3 separate regions of the Zea mays genome follow, and regions 2 and 3 are each linked to region 1. Evidence: chromatin contacts called from public Hi-C and HiChIP or PLAC-seq data. All regions are on one chromosome and are shown on one strand. The core of a region is the stretch at or near the end of the contact, and the rest is flanking DNA. Distances in the headings are between cores, read along the strand shown. Region 1 holds the start of LOC100283028. Region 2 holds the start of LOC100502231 (ATPase 4 plasma membrane-type). Region 3 holds the start of LOC103650306.

The links. A called contact is a pair of places that touch in the nucleus more often than the background predicts. HiChIP or PLAC-seq counts read pairs in DNA pulled down with a chosen protein or histone mark.
Region 2: a contact with region 1 is called in a Hi-C map of leaf, with 4 times the contacts expected there. The contact joins the promoter of LOC100502231 here to the promoter of LOC100283028 in region 1. A contact is called at or near these places in 7 of 25 Hi-C or Micro-C datasets (ear, endosperm and leaf) and 1 of 3 datasets of contacts at active chromatin or transcription factors (leaf).
Region 3: an H3K4me3 HiChIP or PLAC-seq map of leaf shows a contact between it and region 1, with 4 times the contacts expected there. The contact joins the promoter of LOC103650306 here to the promoter of LOC100283028 in region 1. A contact is called at or near these places in 7 of 25 Hi-C or Micro-C datasets (bundle sheath, ear, endosperm and 3 more) and 1 of 3 datasets of contacts at active chromatin or transcription factors (leaf).

Annotation. Positions count from the first base shown.
Region 1 is chr3:106,502,875-106,506,372 of Zm-B73-REFERENCE-NAM-5.0, forward strand. It overlaps LOC100283028, which reads right to left and starts at 1,835. Exons shown (of 2, transcript NM_001371893.1): 1 at 1,329-1,835; 2 at 1-543. The coding sequence starts at 1,781. It overlaps lox12 (linoleate 9S-lipoxygenase12), which reads right to left. Exons shown (of 6, transcript NM_001112527.1): 6 at 2,450-3,498. The coding sequence ends at 2,582.
Region 2 is chr3:106,875,115-106,878,612 of Zm-B73-REFERENCE-NAM-5.0, forward strand. LOC100502231 (ATPase 4 plasma membrane-type) reads right to left here and starts at 1,609. Exons shown (of 21, transcript NM_001323633.1): 1 at 1,194-1,609; 2 at 604-723; 3 at 418-516; 4 at 188-325; 5 at 1-82. The coding sequence starts at 1,247.
Region 3 is chr3:106,853,027-106,856,524 of Zm-B73-REFERENCE-NAM-5.0, forward strand. LOC103650306 reads right to left here and starts at 1,790. Exons shown (of 6, transcript XM_008675913.4): 1 at 789-1,790; 2 at 621-676; 3 at 1-497. The coding sequence starts at 1,741. It also overlaps the pseudogene LOC103652059.

The sequences.
Region 1 (3,498 bases), core at 585-3,084:
GCAAGCCATTGCCAGGAAGAGCAACCAGAAGTTGAGCTTGCACATGGCCTGTAATACGTTCAGGTTTTCTTTGCCTGAAGACAGGTCTTGGTTAGATCCCCCAAGCGCAGTAGTGCTTGAGCTAGCATTTTCAGAATCCTCTGTGACCTCTTCGCGGAGCAGTCCAGCCCTTTGTTCTGAGATTGATCCTTGATGAGCTATTGATTCTGGCGTCTGGGCCTTTGCAGCCACAGCTATTGGAGACATCACTAGTAGCAGGAGTACCACGAAACAAACGCTCTGCACAGCTGAGCTTATTGGGAAAACTTGACCATAGATTATGAGAATCATCAAGTATCCAGCAACAGTAACAGCAATGAGGGAGAAAGCGTCTAGGAATTTCTTCTCATACCGTTCATGTGGATTGTGGACATCCACAAAATACATGAGCGCCAAGGTGACGGCCGTGGGTAAAACTGCCAGCATCAGTATGAAAGAGCTGGGATCAATGCCAAGAGTGCGGTAAATTTGGACAAGTATTGCCCCACTTAGGCCTAGAAAACCCTGTTGCAAAAGTAAACAGAAATGAATTGAGGTAAGCTGGGGTCAGTCAAAACTGCCAGCATCAGTATGAAAGAGCTGGGATCAATGCCAGAGTGCGGTAAATTTGGACAAGTATTGCCCCACTTAGGCCTAGAAAACCCTGTTGCAAAAGTAAACAGAAATGAATTGTGGTAAGTTGGGGTCAGTCAAAACTGCCAGCATTAGTATAGAACTGCAGGTGTGATCATAGGAATTAATCTCTTGTCAATTGGCTATCAGGTGTCGTACAGATATATCTGTTTTCTTTCTAGCTGCTTGCTCAAACATCTGTATGTCCGTTTGTTAATGGAAATGGGGAAGCCCTCGGTTTGGGAAACAAAAAAAGGAATTTCCTGCCAATTGGCTGGGAGTAAATCAACATAGTTCGGGTTCAAATCGAAACTGACAAATCAATAGCTTTCATAATAGACTGAAGTTTGATGCAGAATGAAGATAAAGTTGTAGAATCTGATCCAAACAGTTTTAGTGGGACAGCGGCATCCAGGAGCAGGACATGATCAAAACCATGGTATCCAATAAGGCACCAGATCTCATAAGCAAAGTACTGAATGTCTCCAGCCCAATGATAACTCTACTGTTGTCTGTTGTTGATATGGAAGGCAACTACCCAAGTCTACAAGATCGTCTGTCTATAATAATGCTTAAAAGAAAGTACCAGGTAGCACAGTCCAGTCAGGGGTCTCAATTTTATCTTCTCGACCGCATTCCGAAATAATGGGCAAGGAAAAGGAATTGAGTTGACCTGCCTTCATGATGCCGATGACAGTGCCTCGTCGGTCGGGGAAGTTCTCGACGGCGGAGACAACATCGGCGGTGTTGAAGAAGGTCTGCGCCTGCGCGGCGAGCAGCATGTAGAGGCAGACGAGCGGGAGCGGCGCGGGCGCGACCCCCGCGACGGCTAGCCACATGGGGAGGTAGCCCGCGGCGCAGAGCAGGGAGCCGGCGAGGAGGACAATCCAGGGGCGCCTGCGGCCCCCCGGCGCCCAAGCGACGAGGAAGCCCGAGAGGACCCCGGCGTTGGCGCCGACGTCCTTGAAGAAGGCGACGGCGTCGAGCGCGAACTGGTCGTAGCGCTGCGAGGCCTTGAGCGTCTGAGAGTAGACGCCGAAGCAGTAGGAGCTCCCCGCGCAGCATTGGATGAGCGCGCTGGCGGCTAGCGCCGACCACCGCGTCCGCGCCCGTGGCATCGGCATCGGCATCGGCGACGGGAAGGGGAATTGGACGCCGCCGAGGCGCCGAACCGTGGTTTGCTGCGACTCTGGCATCCCATATGTTCGCAGCAATAAATAATTAAATATGACTTTTTCATATTTTTTCTTTTTCTTTTTAAATAAAGATTGCCAACACACGACGCCTAGGACAGGCCAAACCATCTCCCTGTCTGGTTAATCAAAACTTATATAAATTAAAGAAGTAATCTGATTCGAAATGATTTCACCTAGACAACCGAACGGCTTATAGAGATAGGTTATACCAAATTTAGTCTATGCATATTGGATGTTTAAATAATAATTATATGTATTAAATATAATGTAATTATAAAACTAATTACATAAATAAAGACGAAAAGGCAAGTTCAAATCTATTGAACCTATATTTAACACTTATAATTGATATCTAAATATTTGATGTGACATAAACTAAAATTTAATAAAAATAAACCAAACAGCCCTTAGTTGTGACAACTAATTTAGATATTTCCGGTAGACAGTTCTTAGCAGTTCATTAATTTGATTTGGTACAAACAGGTCAAATCCCTTTATTTGAAGTCATTCGAACGAGCGCTTCTGGTAAAGAGTGACATATTCATGTAATGGATTTTCTTTAAAAAAAGAAAAGAAAAATGTTATTAGACCCTTTCAACAGATTTAAATTCCAAACCAATCATCGCAATAAAACATATTAACACAATGATGCTCACAACGAAATTAAACCGACAACCATAATCAGATCCTCTGCAACAAAACAATAAAAAAAAAAGGAGCGAGCTTGTCAATTGTCATATGGAGACGCTGTTGGGTATCCCTTTGCCGGTGATCCCCTTCTCCTTGCCGCCGACGTCCGGGAACAGCAGCGTGTACGGCACCTTGGCGGGTCCCTTCCGGTTCTTGAGTCGCGGGTCCCTGTTCCTCTCCGTAATCCGCTTCTCCACCCGGCGGAGCTCCTCCCGGAACCTGTCGAGCAGCTGCAGCACCTCCCCATCGTCGGTCCACGCCGCGGTGGCGCGCTGGCCCAGGTAGAGCTCGTCGGAGGTGTGGTTGGAGAGCACCTCGATGAGCGTGAGCCCGAGCGTGGCGGTGAAGCGGTCGGGCACCGTGTCGAGGAAGAACCTGTCCGGGTCGGCCTCCAGCTGCGCCATCTCCGGGGAGTCCGGCAGCGGCACGAAGCGGCGGCACCGGGTGGGGCGGTTGGGCATGTACCCGGCGTAGCCGTACTGGCCGAAGTTGACGGCGGCGTGCAGCGCGGAGGCGATCCAGATGAGCGTGGACAGCGACTCGGCGAGGTTGGCCACGGAGTCGAGGTCCAGCCAGCACGCCGGGTCGCGCTGGCGGTCGCCGTGGCCGACGCGGCGGACGTCGTCCCACCACGCCTGCAGCTCCGCGTCGGCGGCCACCGCGGCGTCGGAGTGGTAGAAGTGGGCGCAGTAGGTCCTGACCCAGCCCTCGATGGCGCGCCACACGTCCATGCCGTCCACCGCGTACGGGTAGTCCTCCACGTGCAGGGCGATGGCGCCGCCGCCCATCTTGGACGCCATGCCCCTCTTGACGAGCTCGTTGGGCAGGGACTGCTCCGTGAACCTCCACTCGGAGTAGATGGCCGAGGACATCTCCATGGCGTACTTCCCCGGGTACATGGTCCTCTCCAGGATGCCGCCCGCGCTCAGCAGGATGCTCCTGGCCAGCGTGTTGATCTGCA
Region 2 (3,498 bases), core at 359-2,858, 370 kb after region 1:
TATCTCCGAGTTTAATACTAACAATGTCTCCTGGTACAAGAATGGCTGCGTCTTCCTCGGTCCATCGGCCATCACGAAGAACCTGAAGAAAGGAAAGTCAGTTCAAACTTTTTGGAAGGGCTCAGCAAACGCATGAAGCTTTCCTTGGGAACACAGTGAAACTGCATAGAGGTTGTCTGTGACAAACCTTGGCTTTAGGTGCGAGGCGAGCCATGAGGGCTGCTGCAGCATTACCAGCATTGTTTTCCTCGATAAAACTGATTGTTGAGTTGATGACAAGCAGAGTTATGATACCGACAAAGTCCTGCCAATCTGGTGGCTTCCCCTGATGACATAATCAAAAGACAACTACAACTAAGAATACAGCACAATCATAGATGAAATTTTGAAGTCTGTTAGTAGGTTTCTGTGTCTTACCCCTCCATTGGCAAGAGCAATGGCCATGATTGCTGCAGCCTCCATGACCCAGGACAGTGGGTTCCACATGAAACCCAGAAACTTGAGGAATTTGCTCTCCTGTGGCCATCAAAATCCCAGCTATAAGCAACTATTATATATTTATACGCGTTCTACCCAGCAAGTTGGGGTAAAAAGGAAACAAACCTCCTTCTCCTCGAGCTTGTTTGGGCCAAAGATTTCGAGGCGCTGCTGCGCCTGCTCGGTGGAGAGACCCTCGCGGCTGCATCTCAGATTCTCGAACACTTCCTCGAGGGGGATGTTCTCCTGCAGAGAAGAGAGAAGAAAAGCAACACAATTGCTTATGATGCCGCGAACTCTTCTGAGAGAATTTTGCCTACTACTGTTGCTACTACGTGGAACGAGTATGGCCCAAATGCTTACTCTCTAGGATGTACCAGTTCCTAGAGAGAAGCGAAAAGGAGAAGCGAAGGAAGCAGATTTGATGGGGGAAAAAAAGCTAGGTAGGTAGAGAAATGGAACGTCACTATGCCAAAATGTCAGTCACCTAAAATTCAGGACCACAAACCAGCTAGCATAAAGTTTTCATTCTTTCTTTCTTCTTCGGCTAGACTCTAGACTAGAGAGATGCGAATTTCGTAGAAGAGGAGCAGCAATCTGGTCTAGGAAAATGGGACTAGAAAGGCGGAAGCTTTCATTTTTCTTCCTTCCCAACAAGACATCGTGCAACACACACACACACAAATTGGTGGGGCAGAAGGAGAGGAGAGACATACCAGGTCGACGGCCTCCTTGAGGACGGCCTCGAGGTTGCCCTCCTTCTCAGCCATGGGGGAGGCGCCTCCTCACGGATCTCCTTTCACCTCGTGTGTCCTGTGGTGGGTTGTCCTTGCAGTTACAGATTTATATGGAAACGAGAATGAGGCGGCCGGAGGAGGGCAGGGGAAGCTTGCTCGCTGGTGAATGTGGGTTTGGTTTTCAGACGGGTGGATGGATGGATGGATTGGGGTGGGTGGGAAGTGCGAGGGCGGGATGGGGATGAGGTTGAGGGGGGAGTGAGGAAGAAGAAGGTGTCAGGCGACACCGCGACAGACAGACAGGGGAGTGGGAGTCCACAACGGTAACAGGATTGAGATGCGATGGAATGCCAAAGGAAAAGAAGAAAAGCGAACCAAGCGGATAAAGAAGGAAGGGAGACTGGGAGAGAGAGAAGAAAAAACATGTAGAGCACTCTCGTCCTGCCTGCTGCCTGCTGGAGCTCGGTGACGGCTAGGCGTGTGAACTGTGAAGGGTTGCCTGCTCTACTCATGCATGCAACACAGAAAAGCTAATTAAGGTCAAATTAAAAAAATGGCAGCTGATATAATCTAATCCTCTGCTGGATGTCCGGCGCCATCTGTTCTGTCCTGCTTTGGCGCCGGTAGAGAATAATAGAATAGAAGGGTAGCTTGTGGTAGGTCACAAATGAGATGTACGTGACGTGAATTAAGCAGCACACATCAATCCACACTTTTAGCTGGCAAATCAAACCTAACTGATTCTGAGTATATATGTGGATTTTTCTTTTCTTGATGAACATCTTGAATTAATGAGACTTGTATACTTCTTCTCTCTCTCTTGGATTTGTTTCTTGATGAACCACATGATATATATATATATACATGTGATGGAACTGAGAGTGATGTACATGCAATGCAAGTATGCAACTGAGACAAACCTAGCTCACTTCCTCCGACCAAACTACTACTGCTGTTTGGTAGATAAAGAAATCAAGCCAGAGCGAGAGATCAACAGAAAGATTTACTAGCTAGTACCACAACATGTAGGCCACAAAACAAGGTCAGAGGAGTTTTGATTAGACTGCCAGCGACAGCTGAAAACAACTCGCGCGCAATCGATATCGCCAGTGGTCCAATTAAAAAAAATACAGGGAGAACAAATTAAACCTGGTCAGATTTCAGACCTTGCGCTTTTTTTAAGAGAGAGAGAGAAGGAGAACAGATGGAGATTTTTCCCCCTCTTCTTTTCATTTCAGAAAGGCAATGATTTCAGAAAGGCAAGGGGGTAAAGGCAAACCATGCATGCAACAAAGGTGGTGGTCTGAAATGCAGGCACACAACCAAAGCAAGGCAAGCAAAAAGTGCAACTGACGACAAGGCAGGCAGGCAGGCGCTTTACGGTGGTGCAATCACAGTCATCAACTTTATTAGGCATAGGCAACACCAATCTGTATCTACTGCGACGACAATCATCAGCGCACCAGTCTGGCATCAGGCACGTACTACTGGCATAGCACGAAGTTTGGAGCTGAACGTGTCCGAAACAGGGTTTAATTTAATTAAGCATTTTTTTCATACGGAGCGAACTTTATTAATTCCCTTGCTCTGAACTTACATCTACATACAATCTGGCCACAAGATGAGTTGCAATTGATGCCACAAAACGCCACATGCGTCACGTGTGGGCGGCTGTAGATGAAGATGCTGGACATGTATTCCTCAAATGCAGACACGTAACGTAAGACATGCATGTGTGGAGAGATCGAGATGGGCGGGGCTGATCGAGGGTGCAGGGTGCAGCTTTCTGGGAGATGCTCGCCTCTGATGCTAGTCCAGGAACTGGAACACTGTCAAGGCAGTTTTGTTTTTTTTTTCCGCCGTACAAAATATAAAAATAGGTCAGGAGACATATAGTATATATAGATAAAAAACAATCTAAAATATATCCGATCTATTCTTATATTCTTGTTCTCTCGTACTATCTATTTTAAAGTCGAGATTTCACAAAATAATAAACAACATTTATCTTTTTATATTATTTATATTAAGAAAACTCAAAAATTTGAGGATCTAAAAATTTAGAGGCCCTATGCCATCAGTCCCATCACTCCAATTGCGCTGGGCACCTGAGGGCCCTGACACTGTTGATCTACTTCTGTTAAGCCTTAAGCGGCAGTTGGTACGAAAGAAATAGAATCAGAGAAGGCCGATTTGGTGCAGTGCTCCCGTTTGTAATTTGCTTGCGGTTGCCGGTGATTTAGCTGGGTCGCGGCTACAATCCGTGGATTCCCTCTCAAATAAA
Region 3 (3,498 bases), core at 540-3,039, 350 kb after region 1:
ATACTGAGCAGAACAAGAGGAGGAAGTTGGCATCAAAGTTGTCGGCTCATTGAAAGTCGAATCTTCAGACTCAACACCTGTTCCTATCGTTGAGCCATAATTGTTCTGATTCCCTTGCAGAACCACCATCCCCATGACTAAAGCTCCATCGTTTGGCTTATTATGATCACTCTGTAAGGAATTATCCCGCATGACCGTGTCTTCTGCTACCTCCTCCATTGGAAAAGAATCATTTCCATGCTTTTCAGAATAATCTTCATTCTCTCCTTGTTCCTTATCATCTCCGTCCCGATAATCCATGTTATCCTTGTCAATCCATCTCCCATCTTTGAGAACCTTATCAACTTTGAAGAAGATCTCGTAAAGCCCTTCACCAACTATTATTTCTGCAGACTCCGGAATATGATTCACATCCGTCACTGCCACCAAAATACGGACCACCCCCATTTTCCGAGTGTATCGCATATCCACTTTCTGTGTTGCACCCAAAATAGATCCTACTGCCCACAAAGGAAGAAAGGAGCGGATCTCAAAAGGAACCCCATAAACATTCACCCAAGCTTTCTGCAGATAAGAAATTGGTTCTATTTTTTGGTTAACCTCCTGAATAACTAAAATACCTTCTCCACCCAGTGTATGAACATACTTCATAGCTATCATGCGTTGAAGCTCAACCCTGCATGGAAACGGTACTAGAAAACTGTCTGCATGCTTCTGAACTGACCAATTCCACTTCACTGGTATAAGTTTAGAGAGTTCAGACTTAACAAGTTCAGCAGTAACATTACCTTCCTTCACGGTTATGAATGCAGTTACACCATCCGACCTTGGAATAACACCCTTTGCACCCCCAAGTATGAATCTGGAAGAAACCAGACTCACCACCTGCAAAACCACATAGAGCTGCCTGCGGCTTCGGTCCGTTAAACACCGGGCACTCCTCGGGGACATGATTGTCTTCGCAAATTTCACAACAAAGTTCATCCCGTCGTTTCTTCCCCTTGTCAGCAACGCCGGATGTAACGTCTGCAACCTGTTTACAAGCCGGCTCGGTCTGCATACCACTACTGTGAGCTACAATCACCCTGGCATCAGAGCCGAACGACCCACCATACGTGTGAAACCGGTTGCCGCGGCGACGCCATGAACCACGCCCTCGAACTTCCCAGTTTTCCCGACCACGGGACGACCAACTGTCAAGACCCGAGGAACGACCACGTACCTGCTGGCGTCGGCGATCCATCACTCTCCAGCCCTCAGGATCAGTTTCCTCCTTAGCCATGTCACTAGAGTTGATGGCCGACTTGAGGACGTCGGCGTACGTTTTGAGAACAGGAAATGGCGGCTGGTGATAGAATGGCGAGAGAACAGGGTTCCCAGGTTTTGGCGTACTAAAAACTTTCTGACGGAGTAAATGAAGGCCAGGATTACGGCTGGCCCAGCAGAGAGTGGCTGACGCCAGAAAACACTGCGAACCCGTTTCCTTCTGCGGGCTCAATTCTTGCGCTGGTGTCTGGCCCACAGAGTAAGAAGGCTGGTACACAACACGCGAACGTGATCCCTCAGTAAAGTCGTCCAGCACACATGGCGGAATTAGCGGCACATACTGTTTCCTTTCCAAATGAACTGGAGAGATATTTGAATTTGAACGGCATAGAGGAATCAGATCGAAATGGCTGACTTCCTTCCTCAACGTCGGCGAGCAAATGCGTCGAGCAGCAGCCTTCTTTGCTGAAGCCATCACATGGCCGAGAGTAACGACCGGTGACGAACTTTGCTTCAGCAAGGAACCTTCCCAGGGATTGATCACAGCAGCAAGTTTTTGAGTACGTACCTTAGGCAACGCATGGCGCCCAACAGTCCGGCGAAAAAAATCCTCGCACCTCCTTGAAAACAGCTTCCTTGCCGCCTGGTCCTCCTCCAGACGGATTGCCGAACGCTTAATCCGCGCAAGGCGATGAGCTTCCGTCCACCAAAACCGAGGACGAGGTCCCACAAGCCTCCCACCGACTATCGCCATCGATGTCCTCGGTTATGAGAAACCTATCTGTTTCAAATACATTGCACACGAAAACAGGGGTGTATGTTGGAGAGAGAGAGATAGAGAGAGAGGGAGAGAGAGAAAGAGAGAGAGAGGGAGAGAGGGCTACTTAGCTACAGTTGTTCATGCCACTACCTCACCTCCAGGAAAGGAGCCTGCATCTAGTAACAGAAGCAATCATCCTCACAATCATCGTTAGAATATAGAAAATGATTATGTACGGCCATCTAAAGAGACAGACAGAAGCATTTCTCAACCTAGAATTGCTAGACCTGGTGTATATTCTGAGCTGGTTAATTTCAGGTCATCTAATAATGGAAGCACTCATTAGGCAACGTAGATGGGTACTAACTATTCTTATCAGATTTTATCCGATAGCGATTCTTCTAATAACAAGGCACATAGTCAACGTAACTTTCCTGAGGGAAAGATGGCTTATAACCCTTCTCTGAACAATGAACTCAGGAAGGGGTACCCAAAAGCTGGTTATGCAAAGCCAAAGCAGAGTTTTTTAGGACCATCTGTGATGAATTCCAGTTCACCATCATAAATAAGGAGTCAAGGGCATCGTAGCCTGCCCCATGCAAAACATCATTCTAATCATTTTAATTCAGATGTCAGGCGAGATGAAGTACAAACTCGGAATCCATCAGGTCCCAATACTTTTATTGGTTCTGGCAACAAAATTTAGGGTTCTACAGGAACGATAAAAGCTCATAGTGGAGGACCTCAATCTAACTTAAGATCATTGAAGTCATTGCGGTCAGTTGAGCAGTATTACCATACACTGCAGCAAATGAAATGGGGTCCAATGACCGAGCATGTTCTGGATAATCTTCATTACAAGATAGATGTGTTCTAGGCAAATCAAGTACTCAAGCTGCTTCATGACCACACTGTCGCTCTTGGTTTCTTTCAATGGTTAAAAAGGCAACCTAGATTCAAACATGATGGTCATACTTACATGATATGCATCATTGGACAAGCCAGACAATTCATCGCTTTGAAGAAACTTCTGGATGAGATGAGCCAAGCTCACTGCAAACCAACTTTGGTGACATACAACAGAATAATACATGCATATTGCCGTGCAAATTATCTTAAGGAGGATGTTAAAGTATTTGAGGAAATGCAGGAAGCTAGTTATGAGCCTGATTAGGTTACATATTGTACATTGATTGATATTCATGCTAAAGCTGGATACCTGGACATTGCAATGAATTTATACGGTAGGATGCAAGAAGTAGGACTCACTAGATACGTTCACCTACAGTGCCATGGTTAATTGCCTGGGTAAAGGTGGCTAATTAGCTGTTGCTTATAAGCTTTTCTGTGAGATGCTTGAAAATGGATGCACACCTAACCTTGTTACTTACAACATTATGATTGCGCTCCAGGTTAAAGCAAGAAATTATGAAAAAATTGTTAAATTGTACAAAGACATGCAGGTTGCTGGG